2 separate regions of the Oryzias latipes genome follow, and region 1 is linked to region 2. Evidence: chromatin contacts called from public Hi-C data. All regions are on one chromosome and are shown on one strand. Each heading gives the region's core, a stretch centred on a gene start, on an enhancer-like site or on the middle of the called end of the contact. The rest is flanking DNA. Distances are from core to core; before and after follow the strand shown.

Region 1 (2,700 bases), core at 120-2,619, 140 kb after region 2:
ACTTTGGTGAGCCATAATTGTTTTTCTTATTACTGCTGTTATTCTATTCCAAAACATTTGTGCAGCATAAAATAATTCTCTCTCTCTCTTTTTTTTAAACAGATCTCAAAGAAAATCAAACTTTTTACCAATATTTTGCTCCGGAGGATTCACAGATTACACAGGGGCCTGTTGATTTAATGTCAGAAGATAAACTTTCGGTTTTAATTTACAGTTTCAGGAGATCCTCAGCCATAAATTCCCAAATCTGACTACGGTAAATAAAAAATAATCAATGCTGGTATGAATTATTTTTAAAATGATTAAATAGGAAATTTTCTTCAGCCAGAGAGACAAAATCGTGGGTAAAAAGAGTTGGTTTGGCCTCTGAGCCTCGGTAGCAGAAACCATGTTAGATAAATGTGGCGATTTGATTGGTTAGAATCTGGACCAATCTGCAGGCTGTTTGATGGCAGATATGTCACGCTAAACTGAAAGTTATGAGAGCAAAACCAAAGATAGAAAAAAAGCGAGATGAGACGCAAGGCATGCTAAACATTTGTGCTGCAAATGCACAAATATTATTAAAAGCAAAAAAAATTGAAGAAAACGTCTTTGAAAGCAAAAAAAAAAAAAGAAAGCAAAGAAAAAGTATATGAAAACAAATATTTTATTTGCAACATAAATATCACTCCATAAACTTTGACACAAAATCTGAGGTTTGCACTGAATGGTGGAGAAAGTGAAGTGTTGCGTCCCTTATATTTTAAATTAATAGTATTATAAATGAATAGTATAATTTTGCAGTTGCATATTTCATCGTTTTATCATTGAATATCCCTAACGAGGAAAAAATGCATAACCAAACTGCCACAGGGGCCCCCCATTGCCAGAGAGCAGGGGGTTACAGGAGCATGGAGAATGCAAGCTTCCCCACCACACCATTAAACATAAATCTGTAAAGTTATTGCTCAGAGTTTAGTGAATTCAGTTTAGAATCCTTCTATTGAATTGTGTGTGTTCATGATCCTTTTGATTTTATGTTTTACCCTATGTCTATCTGCACAAAGCCCATCGAGATGACTGTTGTTGTGATTTTGGGCTATACAAATAAAATTGAATTGAATAAAATTAAAATTATGCAAACACAAAAAATGCGCCTCAAGGGAAGAGGTTTTTGGGATGAGCAGCTTTAAAGAGATGCTTTCACACAAAAATATATAGATTACTGAATAATAACACTGTGAAAACATGTTTAAATAAGGAAATATAAGGTTACAAAAGTGAAAACTTTCGTTATTTGTGTTGAAATGGAAATGATTAAGTGGAAGCCCATTAGTTGGACTTTGTCGCCCCCTGTTGGACGTGTTCCGCAGGTGCATATGAGAAGTTTCTTCGTGTTGCAGAATTTCTCTCTCCTTAAAAAAGTTCGCGCCTTCACTCTTCCCTCTTCTGCGAGCGCGTGAGGGAACTTTCGGGATTCTCGTCGGCTCTGACCCGGCTGAAGACCAGCGGGAGGCCGCTCCTCTCTTCCCGGTTCCTCCTGACGTCGCTCCCGGCTGCTCCCTCCCCCCCATCCCGGCTCCTCCTCCGTCTGTCTCCTCGGTTCCCGGAGAAGAAGAAAAAAACTTTTCTAGACTTCCTGGAGGTTTTCCGTCCTGTCCAGGCTGGGAGACGGGTGGAGGGGGGGGCGGTGGTCTCCGTGGAAGCCCAGAGATGAACCGGTGACTGATGAGCGAGCAGGCGGACTCACCGGTGACCCCGTTACCCGGCCCGGAGCCGAGTGCCTGTCCGGACTCCTGGGGGAAGAGCGCGACGTGAGTTCGCTGGGGAAGGCCGCCCCGCGGGCCGGCGGGCGGGCGGCGTACATTTGCATCCGCATTTGATTGGGAGGGGGGGGGGGGGGGGGGGGCAGCGGGCGGACGTGGCTCCATCAGAAGCTGCTGGTTTGCGTGGAGAACCTCCACGTGACCTCCTCACGAGACGTGGAGGGGGCTCACCTACCCTGGGAGGGTCTACCCCATGACCCCATCAGTCATTCTTTGTCTTTGACCCACATGCTGAGCCCAAACCGCCGCTGATGGATTCACCTGGGTGTATAGACTCCATGCAAAGCGTAACCCAACACCTGGTTCCACCTCACCTGTCACCCTATGTCCAGGTCTGAAGTGGAGCATGGAGGTGAGAGGAGGCAGAGGAGGCGTGGACGGGCCCCTGCGGAGCTGCGGCTCCTGCTGGACCCAGAGCCAGAGCCTACAGAGGTCAGGAAGAAGCCGGCCAGCATGATGAGGTAACCCCAGCAGCCTTTTCCTCATCAGATGGGTACTAAAGGACTACCAAGGGGTTAGAAGGTCACGGTTGATCCTATATGCAGCTCCAGCTTCCCCAATGTTTACTGTAAACTTTACCTTTAGTTTTAGATTCTTGCAGTTTGTAGACAAAACTGTGTAGTTCGGCCATTTTTACCCACTTTTTGTGATATTTTTGTATTTTTTAAAGTGTCTTTTTTGTATATTAATAGAATGATCTCTCTATTTTCTACGTCTACCTGCTGCGTTTAACCTACTGTTCACCTGCATGACCGAAGTGCTGTTTACAGATTTCAATGTTGCTGTGTAAGCAACCTTTATCTGAGCTCAGGTGAGCTCCAATGAAGGACTGATGGCAGATGTCTTGACTCGTCTTATAGACCACCTCTGATGAAAAATCCTTTTTTTGGGG
Region 2 (2,700 bases), core at 35-2,534:
ATATTTCAATTTTTAGACCCAACTTGCAGTACTTTGAGTTTAACACTAAAAGATCATCACTACCTCGAAAAAAAGAGAGCTTTTGTGGTAAATTTCTAACAAAGGATAACCGATTCAAATAGTAAATACTTATTTTTGGTGAAAAAAAAGTTGGCATCAGCAAAAAAGTTGAATGTTGTATTTTTATCAACACTAAAAATTCAAAATTTTGAATGTAATTTTAGCTTTTTTTGCCAAGTTACTTTTTATATTTTATGCCATAAAATATTTGACTCTTTTTTAATGATACTTTAATAAGAATGTTTTAAAAGGAAACAACTTTAAATTTGGTAATCATTTTTAAATTCTCTACTATGGACAAATTGCTTTACTGTTTTCAAAATTCAAAGATTTTTATTGTCATTGTAAATTTCTACAACAAAACGGAGCAGTAGACAAAAAATAATAAAAACCAATGTAAAAAAAAAAACACCTCCTCACCTCTGATGTAGAGTGGGGGTTGAGTCGTTCTCCTGGTCCTCCTGAAGTCTATAATGACCTCCTTGGTTTTGGTGGGATTGAGGACCAGATCGTTGGCTGAACACCACTTCTCCAAGTGTTGGATCTCCTGCCTGTACTCCAGTTCTCGTTATTGTCAGCCATGAGGCCCACCACTGTAGTGTCACCTGCAAATTTCACTATGGTGTTGGAGGAGTGGATGGGAGCACAGTCCTGAGTGAAGAGTGTGAAGAGGATTTAGCAAAACAGCCCTGCCTGTGCTCAGGATTATGGTGTCTGATGTCAGGCTCCCCATCCTGACATTCTGAGGCCTGTTGGTCAGAAGGTCCATAATCCATGAACAGAACGCGGATGAGAGTCCGAGATTGGAGAGTTTGTGGACCAGTTTATGGGGGATCACAGTGTTGAATACACTGCTGAAGTCCTCAAAGAGCGTCCTTTAGTGAATTATTGAAACATAAAAGAATTAAATGTAGGATCCTTATAAAAGAAAAGTTAAAAAATGACTACAAGTGTCAGAATAAACTCACTAAAATCAAAATTAGATGAAAAAAGTCTTACATTTCTGCAAAAAAGTTAAATTGTTCATTCTTTTTTTTTCATTAGTAAAAAAAAAAAAAATAATTAAATTTTAGAAATGTAATTTAATTAGTTATTTGGAACATTTTCACAGTCCAAAAGGGAATAAAAACGTTTTGACGGACAAAAAAAAGAAGAGGAAATTGCAAACTACAACCCCCGTCCTACAACGCGTCATGGGCATCAACGTTCCTGCCGCACGTGACTTCGCCCGTCCAATCAGGAGTTTCGTTACAGGCGCATTGCGGCTCTCTGGATGTAAGGAGGAATGGCGACGGTCGAAGCGTTTTTTGGAGGTCTGAGAGGCTGAATTCAACCAAACGGCGGCGGATTCTCGCAAGTTTCAGGTGTGGGTTCTGAAATTTACTCCTACATTTCACTTTTTTGTGTGTGTTTGTAGAATTTGAACTGTCGCGTCACACAAATGAAAAAAATATTTAAAATGTGTTAAGAGTCAGTGACACGGCAGCTTTTATTCAAGTTTTTTTTTTTTTTACTGGATTATAAAAAAGAAAAAAAGCGCGTCGTAGTGGTGCGTGTATGTTTTTCACCTCCTTCCTGTTGACTTTTCTCTCTCTCTCTTTCTCCCCCTTCTGACCTCCTCTTTCATCCTTTGTGTCAGGTGGGGTTCAGGTCTGGACGCCTGACATGATGATGGACGCTGAAGGAGGAGCACAGAGCTCCTGCATCACCTCCTCTGGGACTCCATCCACAAACACCAAAGTCAGTCTGGCAGCGAAGCAGCGGGACTCCAGGAAATCAGCCTCCAGCACCCCACCCTTCCTCTCCAACCTGGGGAAGGCCACCCTCCGGGGCATCCGCCGGTGCCCCCAGTGCGGCGTCTTCAATGGCACCCGGGGGATCAGCTGCAAGAACAAGGCCTGCGGCGTGGCCCTCCGGAGCGCCCCGGCGGCGGCGGCCAAGAGCAGCAGGAAGAGTGTGGTGGAGGTGGTGAGGCTGATCACGGACACCGAGGAGAAAGGGGGCAAGGGTCAGGAGGAAGGTGGAGTCCTGGGGGGGGCCTCGGGCGGAGCGGCAGAGGTGTTTTCTGTGTGTCACAGAGGAAGAGGAGGCGTGGCCACACAGTGGGGCTTTGTGGAGCTGGCGCCCACGGCTACGGCCATCGCCACGGGGGACGGGTCCACGCTGCTCACCCGCATCAACCTGGGCCGCTGCTTTCTGCCCTCCTGCAGGCAGGGTCAGAGGTCGGGCCAGCGCGAGGCGGCGGCGGCCAAGCCGTCGTCCGACAGCCTCTGCGTCCACATGCGGCAGGCCATCGAGTGCCAGAGCAGAGCCTCGCCGCTCACCGTGAAGAGCTCCGTCCTGGAAAGCTTGCAGGTGTCGGAGGAGCTGCGGGGGGAGCTGTGGAGGCTCGCCATCGACTCCCCAGGGCCCCTGGTGCAGCAGGTCTCCAAAGGCACGCTGGTGGTGAAGTGCCAAACGGACTCCCATCATCCCCTGGGGCTGCTGCACTTCAGCGTCGGCCCGCCGTGCCCGCCGGAGACCTCCAAAGGCGACAGGAGCGTCTTTCACTGTGCGTGTCAGGTCAGCACCAGGAGGAGCAGACCAGGAGCAGACGGAGCGGGGAGAGGGCCCGGCTGTCAGGCCCCCGCCAGCTTCACC

The links. A called contact is a pair of places that touch in the nucleus more often than the background predicts.
Region 1: a contact with region 2 is called in a Hi-C map of embryo, with 2.9 times the contacts expected there. The contact joins the promoter of LOC101170857 here to the promoter of c12h2orf42 in region 2. A contact is called at or near these places in 4 of 5 Hi-C or Micro-C datasets (embryo, fibroblasts and gastrula embryo).

Annotation. Positions count from the first base shown.
Region 1 is chr12:4,035,213-4,037,912 of ASM223467v1, forward strand. LOC101170857 (GRAM domain-containing protein 2B) reads left to right here and starts at 1,370. Exons shown (of 14, transcript XM_023960922.1): 1 at 1,370-1,796; 2 at 2,141-2,269. The coding sequence starts at 1,711.
Region 2 is chr12:3,892,028-3,894,727 of ASM223467v1, forward strand. It overlaps c12h2orf42, which reads left to right and starts at 1,285. Exons shown (of 9, transcript XM_023960991.1): 1 at 1,285-1,424; 2 at 1,700-2,700. The coding sequence starts at 1,726.